Linked DNA regions of Mus musculus: all the other regions are linked to region 5. The links are chromatin contacts, called in public HiChIP or PLAC-seq and promoter capture Hi-C maps. All regions are on one chromosome and are shown on one strand. The core of a region is the stretch at or near the end of the contact, and the rest is flanking DNA. Distances in the headings are between cores, read along the strand shown. Region 1 holds the start of Loxl3 (lysyl oxidase-like 3). Region 2 holds the start of Tex261 (testis expressed gene 261). Region 3 overlaps M1ap (meiosis 1 associated protein). Region 4 holds the start of Dqx1 (DEAQ RNA-dependent ATPase). Region 5 holds the start of Dguok (deoxyguanosine kinase).

The links. Promoter capture Hi-C pulls out the DNA fragments that hold promoters and counts their contacts. HiChIP or PLAC-seq counts read pairs in DNA pulled down with a chosen protein or histone mark.
Region 1: a promoter capture Hi-C map of neural stem cells shows a contact between it and region 5. The contact joins the promoter of Loxl3 here to the promoter of Dguok in region 5. A contact is called at or near these places in 4 of 39 promoter capture datasets (the 3T3-L1 cell line, liver, neural stem cells and 1 more), 5 of 484 Hi-C or Micro-C datasets (B cells, embryonic stem cells, muscle stem cells and 1 more), 7 of 115 datasets of contacts at active chromatin or transcription factors (embryonic forebrain, embryonic stem cells, extraembryonic endoderm stem cells and 2 more) and 2 of 9 other capture datasets (adipose tissue and liver).
Region 2: a contact with region 5 is called in an H3K27ac HiChIP or PLAC-seq map of embryonic stem cells, with 4 times the contacts expected there. The contact joins the promoter of Tex261 here to the promoter of Dguok in region 5. A contact is called at or near these places in 1 of 39 promoter capture datasets (neural stem cells), 3 of 484 Hi-C or Micro-C datasets (embryonic stem cells, neutrophils and uterus), 5 of 115 datasets of contacts at active chromatin or transcription factors (the SCID.adh cell line, embryonic stem cells, extraembryonic endoderm stem cells and 2 more) and 2 of 9 other capture datasets (liver and pancreatic islet).
Region 3: a contact with region 5 is called in a FOXA1 HiChIP or PLAC-seq map of pancreatic cancer cells. The contact joins the enhancer-like site here to the promoter of Dguok in region 5. A contact is called at or near these places in 4 of 39 promoter capture datasets (the 3T3-L1 cell line, the C10 cell line, liver and 1 more), 2 of 484 Hi-C or Micro-C datasets (erythroblasts and rod photoreceptor), 4 of 115 datasets of contacts at active chromatin or transcription factors (bone marrow-derived dendritic cells, embryonic stem cells, microglia and 1 more) and 1 of 9 other capture datasets (adipose tissue).
Region 4: an H3K27ac HiChIP or PLAC-seq map of embryonic stem cells shows a contact between it and region 5, with 3 times the contacts expected there. The contact joins the promoter of Dqx1 here to the promoter of Dguok in region 5. A contact is called at or near these places in 3 of 39 promoter capture datasets (erythroid cells, liver and neutrophils), 4 of 484 Hi-C or Micro-C datasets (CD8 T cells, double positive thymocytes, embryonic stem cells and 1 more), 10 of 115 datasets of contacts at active chromatin or transcription factors (the SCID.adh cell line, astrocytes, bone marrow-derived dendritic cells and 6 more) and 3 of 9 other capture datasets (adipose tissue, liver and pancreatic islet).

What each region holds. Positions count from the first base shown.
Region 1 is chr6:83,032,900-83,035,599 of GRCm38.p6, forward strand. Loxl3 (lysyl oxidase-like 3) reads left to right here and starts at 1,306. Exons shown (of 14, transcript NM_013586.5): 1 at 1,306-1,390; 2 at 2,556-2,700. The coding sequence starts at 2,583. It overlaps Dok1 (docking protein 1), which reads right to left and starts at 572. Exons shown (of 5, transcript NM_010070.4): 1 at 472-572; 2 at 1-167. The coding sequence starts at 531.
Region 2 is chr6:83,774,387-83,777,086 of GRCm38.p6, forward strand. Tex261 (testis expressed gene 261) reads right to left here and starts at 1,426. Exons shown (of 6, transcript NM_009357.2): 1 at 1,268-1,426; 2 at 632-711. The coding sequence starts at 1,337. It overlaps Gm52907 (predicted gene, 52907), which reads left to right and starts at 1,549. Exons shown (of 2, transcript NR_168047.1): 1 at 1,549-1,840.
Region 3 is chr6:83,013,321-83,016,020 of GRCm38.p6, forward strand. All of the region lies in intron 7 of M1ap (meiosis 1 associated protein), which reads left to right. All of the region lies in intron 2 of Gm32644 (a long non-coding RNA gene), which reads right to left. Among named protein-coding and RNA genes, the nearest start is that of Gm32644, 7.8 kb to the right of the region's middle. Within about 2 kb of position 1,326, at least 157 of the 459 cell types and tissues checked have an H3K27ac peak or open chromatin away from gene starts, as enhancers often do. A contact at or near this core is called in bone marrow-derived dendritic cells, erythroblasts and pancreatic cancer cells, where this site is marked.
Region 4 is chr6:83,056,562-83,059,261 of GRCm38.p6, forward strand. It overlaps Dqx1 (DEAQ RNA-dependent ATPase), which reads left to right and starts at 1,283. Exons shown (of 12, transcript NM_033606.3): 1 at 1,283-1,578; 2 at 1,869-2,174; 3 at 2,356-2,549. The coding sequence starts at 1,947. Aup1 (ancient ubiquitous protein 1) reads left to right here. Exons shown (of 12, transcript NM_007517.4): 8 at 1-83; 9 at 198-317; 10 at 417-532; 11 at 715-833; 12 at 937-1,121. The coding sequence ends at 973.
Region 5 is chr6:83,505,656-83,508,355 of GRCm38.p6, forward strand. Dguok (deoxyguanosine kinase) reads right to left here and starts at 1,314. Exons shown (of 7, transcript NM_013764.2): 1 at 1,093-1,314. The coding sequence starts at 1,234.

The sequences.
Region 1 (2,700 bases), core at 56-2,555, 470 kb before region 5:
ACCGGCACCACGCTCACACATTCAGCCAGGCGTATCATCTTGCAGTCTAGACGGCGAGAGCCGCCTCGACCCCCTCTAGAGCTCGACCCCTTGTGATCAAAGAATTCCAGCCGCGCCACGCCGTGAGGACTGGCTGGGTAAAGCACAGCCCAAGTTTTCCTCCACCTCTGGGAAAGAACGAAAGACTCGAGAGTGCGCGGTGGTAGCACGCGCCCCACAAGGAAGAAGAGACCCATGAAGGCCGATCTGAGTCTGGGGCTTCCCAGGCTGAGCTACTTTCCCAAAGATAATGGCATCCCAAGACCGCACCAAGGAGGGCACAGCCCGAGACTTTTAAGGGAACGTCTTGGGGATCTACAATTGCCCGCGCGCCGTTCCGACCTTCTTCCGGCCCCTTCCCTCTTTCTGGATTCTTTCACCCACTTCTAGTCCAGAGGGGTTTCGCCATCCCCCACGCCACAAACAAACTACCTTGGTCCCGAAGCGCTGACTCTGCAGAAAAAGCGGACCCTCCATCACAGCCCCGTCCATGGCCCAGGCGATTCCTTCCGCGCTTCCTGGCCCGGAGGGCTGGGGGCGGGGCGGGGCGGGGCGAGGCTGCAGGGTGCCGGAGGCGTGCCCGCCCCTCCCCGGCCCCTGCGGCGGTGATGGGGGAGCGGAGGGCTTGGAGGAAAACGAGCCATCAGGAAGAACTCAGGGAGAGCTCACTAAAGCCTTTATCTTTAGTGGTGCACACAGTGGCACCACTCAGGGAAGCGGTGATCACCAACCAGGGGCCCTAGTGCCTGGGGGGTGGAAGCTGAGAGTGACGACATATGTTTAACGTGACATCAGAGTGAAGGCCGTGACATCACCTGCAGGCACCTCGGGGGCGCCATAATGACCAAGGGAGCCATCGGGACAATAGTTTTCTTTGTGGGACCTTTTCTCATGGCCCAGCCCGGGAATTGGACTGGACTGTTGTTGATACTCTGTCTAGTTGGGGATGTGGAGGAACGGCTACGGGCTGGAAAGCTTCCCGTTGCCACAGGGGCCGTCCTGCTGTCCCGAAACCGTTTGCAAGTCAAGCACCCTGAATACGGCTGCCGGGCCTCCAACCTGCGGGAAAAGAAAGCTTCATTGAGCCGGGAGGAGTGGGAGGGGGTGGCGTGGCTGCAGCCAGCTCCACAGGGGAGGGGAAGATCTAGAGGAGGGAACTGGCCTGGCCGGAATGGAGGGAGAAAGCGGAATGTGGGAGGGCTCTAGGGGACGTGGGAGGGACCAACGAAGAGGGGAGAGGAAGGGGGGGTCCAGTCTCCCCTGGCCGAACACTTTTTTTCTGAGAAGTCCTGAAAGTAATCTCCAGGACCAGGACTCTGCTTCCAGCCTCTGGAGTTGTGCCTAGTCGAAGGTAGGGGAGTTACTGCTGGCCAGCGGGAAGAGGAGTTGGGGATGGAGAGGATGGTGGACCAGGAGAAACGCTGATTTGGGATGGAGTCGGGAAAGCCAACCAACTGACAGTTTTATTATTGGTCAAGGAGCGAAACAGAAGAGTGGAAAGCTGAGCAAACTGTTGGGGATGGAGGCTTCAGGGTGCAATTTGCAGGCCCTACGCTGAACACCAGGGCTTCGGAGCCAAATGCCCCCAGAACAAAGCTGTCTTGTCTGAGTTGGGGGAAGCAATGGAGGGCCCCCCTTACTGTGGAGGACTGTTTTCAGCCTCGGATAGAGAAGGCCTGAGCTGGGGAGCTAGCCCTAGCTTCTGGTTGCCCAGTGACAGAAAAAGAGGTGTTCCAGGGAGCTTGGATAACTCCATACCAAACCCTGCCCAGCTTGAAGCCTAGGTCTCCTGGAGTCCCTGACCCTGCAGCATATTTGCCAGCCCATGTGCTAGGGAGGGTGGCAGAAGGTTCTCCTACTCCGGTTAGCCTCGGCCCTTCCTGCATGGGCATCTGCCCCCATAGGAAACTGAAGAGTCTTCTCATTCATAGTGCTGAGATTTCCAGGGCTGGGCTCCCAGGCTCCCCTTGCCTGTGATGCCATCTGTCTGTCTAACTGCATGGGTCTTGCTGTCATTTCTCCTGTGCCTGCACCTTGGCTTTTATTCCCTCTCCTCATGGTTTTTGCCTCTCTGTGTCATTCCCCATTACTCTGTGCTTTGGTTTTTTTGGTTTGATTAAAACCATCTATCCATATTCAATGTGTCTCTCACCCCGTGCCTTTCTGTTTTTTCCCCTTCGTTCCCACAGTCTCCCTTCCTGTCACATCCTGTCTGGGTCGTCCTCTCTGTGTCTCTTCCCAATATCTCTGTTTACCCAACCCATCCGTAGACTCTCCATCTCTAACCCATACCCACCCCATGGATGAAAGTAAATAGAGATGATGGTGTTGGTGGTAATGATGGCCAAACCAGGGAAGGTTATGGTGGGACACTAACCACAAGTTATAAGTTTTATTATTTGCAAAGGGAAAGGAGAGTCTCCCTCGCCCCCAATCTAGGTCTCTAGGGCTGTGCCTGTTTTCTTTGTGTTCCTACCCTCATTCAGTGTGTGTGTCTCTCCTTCTCTGTCCCTTAGTGCCCCCCTCCTTGGGCCCCACCCGCCATGAGAGCTGTCAGTGTGTGGTATTGCTGCCCATGGGGACTACTGCTGCTACACTGTCTGTGCAGCTTCAGTGTGGGGTCTCCGTCTCCTTCTATCAGCCCAGAGAAGAAGGTAGGAA
Region 2 (2,700 bases), core at 176-2,675, 270 kb after region 5:
CTTTACCACAAACTACAACCCCAGGCTACGTTGAGAGTGAAAGTAGCTGCAGACTTTAGGCGACTGAAAGGTGAACTTTTCTGTCCAAAGGTATCCTCCCCCCCCCCCCCCCCCGCACCTCAGTCTTCCTCACAGCCTCTCTAACAGGGACAGGGACCAAGTCTTCAGGAAAAGAAACCTCCATGAGGGAAGAGAAAGGGCTGGACATTCTCCCTTAGGACAAATGACACTGAGTGGAGAGAGGGCAATAGCTAACTAAGCGTTACAAACTGTCCTTATTGTCCCTATAAGTTCTAAGCCTGGGCTGGGATTGGGGACCTGGTGTTAGAGACCGTGGACACTGTGAGACAGACACAGGAAAGCGAAGCCATGAATACCTATCAATGAAATATCTGCACTGTCACCTTAAGGAATGGCAGTAGGTTGTGAAACTATGCCACCTGAGGCTGGAGGGCCAGGGGTGATCTGGACCCAGGAGTGCAGACTGCAGGGCAGGGAAGCAAGTGGGACACCCTCAGATCCTGGGTTCTCAGCACCAAAACAGCCCCAGCTCAAACAGTCCCCACTTCCTGTTTCTGATGTAGGGCAAACAAGCCCTGGGTGACTACTCCAGGGAAAAGCGGCCACTTACCCAGATCATGTATTTGATGATTCGGCTGGTGGCCACCGTGTACTCTTCTATCAGCTCTGCAAGGTAGTACAGTCCAGCCGCTGGGTAGGAGAAGGGGGTCCCAGAGGGAGGGGGACAAACAGGAAGAGATCAGCCAGGGACACTCCCACCAGCCTGCTCATCCTGTAGTCCCCCACCAACCCTCCTCAGACTCCAGGAAGTCGGGAACAAGCCAAAGCACCCCTGGGATGTCCTTCTCATCTGCACAAGTAGATAGAACTTTGCCAAGACAACTGTAGAAATATTGGATTTGACCGCACAGCATAAAGTTAACCTCTGTTCCGGGAACCTTAAACTTCACTCGTCAATCAACACCTGCAGAACACTTAGTTTACAGGCCGGGTGCTGTACACTAGCACACAGCCGGGTGAGACAGACAGGGGCCTTCCCCCTGTCCCAGCTGGAGGGGACAGGCTGAGTAGGGAGCTCAGGGCTCCAAGAGCAAGGATGCGTCTCGGGAACCAAGCATCCCCACCGGAAGGTTCCGCAGAGGTCCAGTAGGACCAGCTCGGGGTCGTCAGCGCCCAGCTGCAAAGAGCAGCAGCGGTTGGCGGCTCGGGGCATCGGGGCGCGCGCGGCCCGGGTCAGCGCTCTCACCGACGGCCAGAGTGATGAATGCCACCTGGATGAACAGCGACAGCCAGCTCAGCACGTACATGAACCACATGGCGCCCCCCGGGCCGCCGGGACGGGCCTGCGCGGTCCGGCTCCCGCGACACTGAGCGGCCGCCGCCGTGCTGTCCCCGCCCAGAGGACGCCGAGAGGAGCAGGGCGGAGCGCCGCGGCCCCTGCGCCCCCGCCAAGCCCGCGAGCGCCGCTAACCGGCTCGGAGGATCGAAATCGCGCTGCACCCGGTACGGAGCGCCTACACAGAGCCCAGATTGATTGGAACCAATCCTGGCTCAAGCCTGCTCCGCACAGCCTTGGATCCTAATTTTCTGGGAGAGGAAGATTCCCTTCTCTCAGGTCACACACTAGGAAGCCGCATAATCTGGAATCCCAGGTGCCTTTAAATGGTCACCTTCAGCCTTAACTCTCCCTCTAGGCTGAGGTCTTTTGCAATGCAGGTCTTCACTTTTGCGTGGGGACTAAAGCAACAGCTAAGCACTGACTGTACTTGCGACACCGCAGGTAATCATCTGAGAGAGCACCACCTAGTGGCTGACACAGGTAAGCTCAGAGTGCCAACAAGCCTCTTATCTCAAACAAACTTTTTGTTTGTTATTTTCAGAAAGGGAGGGTCTCATAGCTCAGGCTGGCCTTTGAACTGTCAACTCTCCCATCTCCAGCTCTCAATTGGTAGGGTTTCAGATGTGTGGAGTCTCCGTACTAGGGCAAAATATAACTTTGGTTTTGGTTTTGTCTGTTTTGATTAAGGGTCTCTATGTAGTCCTGCAACCTGCTATGTAAATCAGGCTAACCTTGAACTCACAGAGACCAGCCTGCCTCTGCTTTATCCCAAATCCTGGGATTAAAGGTGTAGAAACATCATGCAAAGATCTTTTCTTTTTTTGAAACAGCCTTATGTGCCTCCAGGCTGGCCTTGGTGACACTAAGTAGTTTTGAGTGCTGGAATGGTAGATATTATATGTTAAGGACTAGGTACAATATTAAGGCCTAGGTAACTGTCACCTGGCCAGCCTGCCATTATAAGGAAACTTGCTCATGTTTCTACTGTTACTAGGAAACTTTCTAATGCCAGGATTGGTTATGTATTCTGTTTTGTTCTGTGCCCTGGGAAACCAATCTAAATAGAAATGCTTTGCATGGTTACTCACAGCAAGTTTGGGTCTGAAGTGACCATCCAACAATACTTTCTGCACCTGACTATAAGCTTTTATGGGATTTGCTGTTATAAGCTGCCCCTGGGATGAACCCCAACATAAGAGATATAAGAAACTATTTAAAATAAGACCCCCCCTCCATTTTGAGTAGGGGTCAAGTAAAGTTTAAGTTCCCAAGACTTCCCTGGGAACTGACTTCCTAATTGGCAGAGAGAGACAGGTATGTGGGCAGCTGACATCCTGGTT
Region 3 (2,700 bases), core at 76-2,575, 490 kb before region 5:
GTGTATTTGTGTGTTCAGAACCCTAACAAACACAGTGACCTCCTGCGGTCTAGTGCCTACAGGATGACATATTAAAAAACATTATTCAGTGACCCAAAAGAAATTTTTAACTAATTAATTTGTGTTTTCAAAAACACCAGAGAAGAGCCCTCTTATAACTACAATGGCATAGAAATGAATAGACTTTTCTCCTTCACTCAATAATTATCTGTAACCCAGAGATGCTGTCCCTAAGCCCTTTTACACACATGCGTGCACACACAGTCACTCTCACCACATCCTCTGGGCCTGTTCTTTGCCTTCCTCCTCCCACTCAGCCACAGAGTCTACACTGACTTAGCTTCTCTGACATAATTTGCAGCATTGTGAGGTCTTGTGTAAAATATTCAAGGCCAGCGCTAGCAAGGCTTCTGTGAGCGGTCAGCAGGAGAGAAAGAAAGGGAAGAGGCACATCTGAGACACGCTAGCAGCTCTTGTCTCTGTCACATCTAACCGAAACTATAAAAAGTGCCTTGCATATTTTTGAGTGCTTAGAACTACATGTGTAAACCTGGCACATATCTGGCGTGTGGTTTACACAGAGTTGTTGGCTACTACTTTTATAATTTCCATTTGTTTCCTCCTGTTTTCTTTTTTTCCTGTTTTGATTTTTTCAGACAGCGTCTACATAGTCTTGGCCTTCCTGTAATTGCTATATAGACCAGGCTGGCCTCGAACTCACAGTGATCCACCTGCTGCTGCTTCCTGAGCGCTGGGATTAAAGGCATGTCTCATCGTGCCTGGCTCTTATTGTTTCCTTTCAATATCATTACATTGTTTGTGTGTGTGTATGTGTGTCTGTGTGTGTGAGAACTCACTCACAAATGTAAAGATCAGAGGACAACTTACAGGAGTCAGTTCAAGCCTAATGACCAGAATTTGATCCCTGGGACCTCCACAGTGGAGAGAATCTATACTTGCAATCACTCCCACACCCCACCCACCCCCACCTCTCTCCTCTCTCTTTCACACACACACACATACACACAAACACACACAACTCACACAGACACACAAACACACTCACACATACACCCATACAAACAAACACATGCAGTTTTAAGCATTTAAGACTCTTTACGGTTAAGCCTTAATCGGTGCCTTTGTTTTTATTCTTTCTTTTGTCTTTTGGTTTTCAAACTTACAGTCCTACATGACTTTTTTTTTTTAACATAACAATATTTAGTAAAAGCCTCACCTTGTGAATAAGTGTATTATAGAGGCTTCAGTTGGTAGAGAGGGCTCGCCCTTCCCTGCACCAGGCAGATAGAGCACTCGGGTACCGTGCTGAGTCACAGCTGGGCAGCCATCCTGCTACAGCTCAGCCTATCTTCCAGAGCTTTCAGCGACAAGCCTGGTGTGCTGCGTGTCTCTCCTCACCCTAAAAGGTCTCAACCCTGATCATTTCCACCCAAGTCTCCTTAAACACTTAGCTTCTCTCACGAATTTCTGCCTCCAAATCCATTTAACTCTAGTATATCACAAATGTCCTAAGTGGAAAACTGGCTTGAGTCACACCCTACCCCACCAGCAGATCTCTGCCAAAAGATCTGCTTCCTTGTAAACATCTCTTAACAGATAGGAATCCTAGATTCTGAGCTCCACCACTATGACTACCACCATCCCCTCCCACTCAAAGTCAACGTATGCCCTCAGGGAAATGGAGCTAGCCTAATTCCTACCTCTCTCTGGATCTTTCTCCTCTAGAGACTATAATTGTACCATTAAATCTGTACTTCTTTGTCAGTATTCAAGGACCAGCTTTATACATTTCCCATTGTATTCTCTTCACATAACATAGATTCCACACTATCTAGCTTCTCTGACTGTCCTGGGAGGGAGAAGCGGTCTGAGGTGATCTCTAGATGCAGACGTAGTTGTTATCATGAGCTCTCATCCACCTTTGTCACCCGACTACACACACACAGCACAGTCTCTAATTCACCCCAGCCACTCCGTGTTTTCACTGCCAGGTTCATGAGCTTCCGCACAAGTCAGAGTATAGGTGAGTGTGTTTGATATTCCCTCTCCTCCACCTCTTCATTTGCAGCAGCTTTCTGGACAAGACACATGCTGCACTAATCAGATCCTAGCCATTGGTGTCAACCTATCAGGCTCCTCGGCTGTAAAAGTTACATAACCTTTCCATCTACACTTTGCACAATGCTTTAAGCCTTAGTCAAATGCAGTCAGAAGTGTACTTTCCATTCCCTGGTTTTTTGTTTTGTTTTGTTCTGTTCTGTTCTGTTCTGTTCTGAAATTTGCTCCATTTCTGTCTTCCTCAAAGTTTGTTTTATTTGGGTATCTGACTTTCATCAGAAAAGATTTACCCAGTCTTTCTGATCAATAGTATTCTCTGTCTTTATATTATATGATAACAGTTCTTGGAGACAAGAACAAACATCTCTCCATTCTACATAGGAAATTGATGACAGACCAAAGTAGAGACACCACTAAAGTCCAGTTTGGTGAATCAATGAGTTCTATTGGGATTCCTTAGGGGAATATGGGCAAGGGGTTACTTACAGGAACAGAAATGACTCAGAGACAGCTGCATTACCAAAAACCCACACCAGCATGGGCGACGGCTCACAAAGGCCTGAAACCAGGAACACAGTGCATAGCTGCAGGCAGCTGGACAAGAGTAGGCAGGGCAGAGTG
Region 4 (2,700 bases), core at 33-2,532, 450 kb before region 5:
CCAGATAGGGACACGGCTCACTCCAGCAGACAAAGCAGAACACATGAAGCGACAAAGACACCCCAGATTACGCCCCCAGTCAGGTGTGTGATCTGGGCACAAAGATGCTTGCTGCGCTTGGTGGTTTTGCTTCCCTCCTTACGCGTGTCTGCCTCTCTCAGTAATCCACTCACCTCATTTTTTTTTCTTTTAAACAGTGCAGTCTTCTTTTCCTTCTCCTCCCAGCCCTTCTTCTGATGTGCAGCTGACCACTCTCGCTCACAGAGTCAAGGAGGTTCTGCCCCATGTGCCATTGAATGTCATCCAGAGAGACCTGGGTATGGGAAAGGGTAGCATCACAGAATGGCAGACACAGGAAAATGGGTCTCAACAGAGAAGGGGTACAGGGAGTGGACACTCTGCCCCTCTCTTCCCAGCCAGGACTGGGTGTGTAGACTTGACCATCACAAACCTGCTCGAGGGGGCTGTGGCTTTCATGCCTGAAGATGTCACTGAGGGATCTCAGTCCCCGCCTGCACCCTCTGCCCCAAAGGTGAGACCTGGAGTAGTCAAGGCCAAGACTTAAGGGCAGGTCTGGGCAGTCTCTGCTCCCTCTCCCTGACTTCTCGCCTTGATGTTGAGACCCTAGCACAGTGCCTCTCTTGCAAAGTAGGCATTCGATGGGTGTATAATGATGATGACTTCGCAAGCCCTCTGACATTGTGATCACCTCAGTTCCCCAGCTCGGGCCTGGCGACCCCTCAGCCCACAGCCCTAACGTTTGCCAAGTCTTCCTGGGCCCGTCAGGAGAGCCTGCAGGAGCGCAAGCAGGCACTGTATGAATATGCAAGAAGGTGAGAGGGTTAGAGGACAATATGTGAGAAAGAACAAGTTGGAGAAAGGCCTGATGAAGCTGATGTGACAAAGCCTATACACTCTCTCCCCCATGTCCCACAGGAGATTCAGAGAGAGACAGGCCCAGGAGGCTGAATGAGCCCAAAGGAACAGGATGGTACCCAGAGCCGCAGGACGGAGACTGGGGGCAGCCCTCACCCAGCTAACAACAGGCCGGATGAGTGGGTGGTAAAAAGGGAGGGATGGGGCTCCCCCAATCTCACATTAAATTCAGGGTTTTCACTCAAGGTCTCTGTTGCCTCTTTGGGTTTCAAAAGCCCCTTGAGCAGGTTTCTTTTCCTGGGTTGAAGACTACAATATGGGTGAGAATGGTCAAAATGGAACTGTGAAATTACACTAAACTGAAGACAAAACAACTGGATCCCAGCTCAATTATAGTGTAGGCTGTCACTCCAAAACTACAAGTCCCAGAATGCATTTCATGACTATAGTCATATAGGCTCAGTTATACAAGCTCAGGGTGGCATCAGGAACCTGCTTTCCATAGGTTCCTAGCTAAGCTGACCAAGGTGGAGCAAAAGGCCCCTCCCCCCAAAATAAAGCTCTGGGATTGGAGTTTGAGCTCAGCCTCCCGGATGGGGCCGGAATTTACCTTTGTACTCCAGGGAGGCCTGGGTTGGTGTGCCTGGCTGGGTGTGTCCAGAACTGGCTGCCATCCTGACCGTGTCCCAGAGCTGCTGGCAGGTTTGAATCCAGAATCATTAATGGCCCTACCTACTGTCCCCTTCTCTCATCTCCAGATTTCTTACTTTTCCCCACTTGGGCCTTTCCCACAGATGACTGCTTCTTGTAGCTCCTGCTGCCACCGTGGGTCCCTGTGCTAGTCACAGATCTTTACTACTCAGGGATCCCAGCTACAAACAGGGTGAAAGTCCACTGGTGATGTCCTCTTAGAGACACCCAGCACGGTTTCCTGGGAAGGATGGACCCCAAGGCATTCTCCCCTGTGGGATAACGTTGGGGATCAAGCTGAGATGGGAATTCAGTATCAGTCACCAGACCCAAGGCCTTACTGGCTGCCCTGCTTTTCGTAGGTTCTATGAGCAGCCACCATGGCCTCTGGGCTGGCAGAAGAGTCTGAACTGAGTCCTGGGGAGTCTGAGCTGGCTGTGAACCCCTTTGATGGGCTCCCCTTCTCCTCCTGCTACTATGAGCTGCTTGAGCAGCGTAGAGCCCTGCCCATCTGGGCTGCTCGCTTCCTGTTCTTGGAGCATTTGGAGAGTAGCCCCACTGGAGTGGTGCTGGTATCTGGGGACCCTGGCTCTGGCAAGAGCACCCAGGTGGAGGAAGATTCTGGGAGTGGACAAAGGGCAGGGTTAAATGTGCTTTTGCCTGGGTAAAGGAGAGGGGATGTGGGCGAGGCTGACCCACTGGGTGGTAAGGTTCAGGGATCCCAGTTCAGCTGGCCATAGTTGTCTGAGGTTCTCCAGTCCTCTGACACATTCCCTCTCCCTACCCCAGATTCCTCAGTGGTGTGCAGAGTTTGCGCTGGCCAGAGGATTCCAGACAGGACAGGTTACAGTCACTCAGCCCTACCCTCTGGCAGCCATGAGCCTGGCTTCAAGGGTGGCTGATGAGATGGACCTGACCCTGGGTCATGAGATTGGATACAGCATCCCTCAGGAAGACTGTACTGGGCCCAACACCATGCTCAGGTGGGCCATCTGCAGTCTGACCTGAGCTTAACTCCCCCTGTGGAGTGGAGACAAACCCAACTGCCTATTATCTCCTTATACCCTCAGCTCAACCTGCAATGGAGTCATGTGATACAAACCTCACTCCCCTACCACAAGATACAGGATATAG
Region 5 (2,700 bases), core at 64-2,563:
AGGGTCAAGGAACAGTGCCAGCACAGAGAAGACACTCAAAGGGCGATTTGCTGAATGAATAAAACGAGAAACTATTTGCTGCTAGAATGTCTTGAGCAGCCCACACCTGATAGCATTATCAGCATCTGTGCAGAGCTAAGTACCCTCAGAATTCAGCAACAGTGAGTTGAGCCATTTTCCTTCCATGTTGCTTTTTTGTTTTTTAAGATACTGGGTTACTTATAACAAAATATATAATAAGTATCTATTTCTAAATTTAAGAAGCATGATCCTTCCTAACCAGGCAGGCAACTTTCTGTGAGTTTGAGCCCAGCTTGGTCTAAATAGCAAGATCCAAGCCAGCTAGGGCTACACAGTGACTGTTTCAAAACAATAGAACACTGTCATAATAATTTGTAGTGCAATTAACATGGGGGTACAGCAAAATAGTGAAAATGGAATCTGTTAAGAATTGATCTAAGCCAGGCGGTGGTGCCACATCCCCTTAATCCCAGCACAAGGGAGGCAAGGGGCAGGCGGATCTCTTCTGAGTTCTAGGCCAGCCTGGTCTACAGAGCGGGTTCCAGGACAGTCAACGCTACACAGAGAAACCTTGTCTCAGGGGAAAAAAAAAAAAAAAAAAAGTCTAAATAAACAATGGCTCATTTTTTAAGTGTATGCCCCAAATACTGCATGTGACACACCAAAATTATCTTAAACTATGTAAACTGGACATTTATTTTTATTTTTGCTAAATCTGGTGATGCTATTTTAGGAAAAGAACCGGCACACTGTCGCATCTATTTCTAGCGAATGAAACATGCCAGTAAACCAGTATAATTCTGGGGCTATCTAAAGCCTGCGTCAGGCTATTACGTCCCCGTGGGTGAGTAGGTGGGCGGGTACTGGGGCCCAATGTCTCCCAAAATCAAAACCCGCGGTGCACTGTGGGAGAAAGGCCTGACATGCAGAACCGGCCGGCAGGTTGGGCGGTGGCAGCAGAAGGGGTCAGGTGGGCAGGGTGGGACAGATCTGAGGCCAACTTCTTTTCCCAGCCTCTCAGCCACCTACTCGGCGGAGGCCAAGGCTCGACAGCCACTTTCTGGCCCTTACCGATGTTGCCTTCAATGCAGAGCCTTCGGGGGCCGCCCCCGTCGTGCATGGCCCTGGCGTGTGGCGCGTCCACGAGCGCGTTCCGCAGCGGGGAACGGAAAGACGCTCGGAGACGACGCAGAAGGAACCGACCTGCAGCCATCCTACCCAAGCCGAGCAAGGCGGGCACTTCCGCCGAGAGCACTTCCGCCTGCGATCAAGCGACGCCAGCGCACCTTTGACGTCAGAGGGCCGTCAGGCAGGAAGTGGCTGGTTTTAGCTCTCTAGGCGGGTGAGGCCGCAGGAGCTGCTCTGTTCTCGCGACATTTGCAGGGACGATGTGGGAGTGTCTCGGTGTTGTGGTGTAGGAGGGTGTGCTGAAGTAGAGTTCAGGCGTCCGTAGCCCTCTCATCGTTTTAATTAATATGTGTATATTGCATATTAGTATGGTGTACAGGGTGAGTCGCAGGACAGTCAGGGCTACACAAAGAAACCCTGTCTTGAAAAACAGAACAACAAAAATCTTGTTATACTTATTTATTTTGATATTTTGAGACAAGGTCTCATGTAGTGCAGTTGGTCCTCCTGCCTCCCCGTCCCAAGTGGTGAGCCTACAATGTGTGTTCCAGCATGCTCATTACGTATCATTTTACTTACTCATTAATGGCGCACTTGTAGAGGTCAGGACGACTTATAAGAGTCTGCTCAAACTCAGGCTATCAGTCTTGGCAGCTAGTGTTTTTACCTGCTGAGCCGTCTCACTGGCCCTAAGATAAATGCCTTCTTCCTCCATACTTTGGGACTTTATTGCCTACAGGAAGAGACTGGACTGTTTTAAGCAGGAAGGGAACAATCCAATAACTTACACAAGTAATGTTTCGCATCCTGTGTAACTGTCAGCACAATGTTGGACCATTTATTTTATCACACCCCATTTTATTTTGACCTTTAAATAGGTAAATGTTCACTTGGAGGAATCTCATCAGGATAACGAGTTGGATTAAGCATGGTATTGGCTCTGTAAGAATGAATCCTGGAGAGGAGACATGTACAGGACTATATGCAGTGAGTGAGGGGAGAGGAGGCATGGAAGAGACTTTCTGAAACATAAAATCTACAGTCCTGCAGTTGTTGGAAAGATGTGACCTGTGGAGCCTAGCACACACAAAGCTGTGGGCTGGATCTGGAGCAGAGAACTCCAGTATGGTGGCACACGCCTGTAATCCTAGAACTTGAGAGGTGGAGGTAGGAGGCTCAGAAGTTCAGTCATCCTTGGCTACACAGTGCATTGGAGGCCATCTTGGGATGTACGAGACTAGCTCAAAAAGGAGGAGGGGGCTTGCAAGTTGACTAAAGGCACTTGCTGCTAAGCCTGTTCACCACAGGGTCACAATCCTCAGGTCCCACGTGGTGAAATGAGAGAACCACCACCTGAAAGGTGTCCTCTGACCACTGCACTTAGCCTTGGCTACAACAACTATAATCTAGGTAGGATTCTCGTGGAGATCGGAGCCGCTAAATTCTATCCATTGCCACTGCCACACACCAGTAACCATCACTGTGCAGAAATACCGATTACATTTCTTTGCTTGTATAAAATCAGAGCTGGGAAATACTTAACTGCCCCTG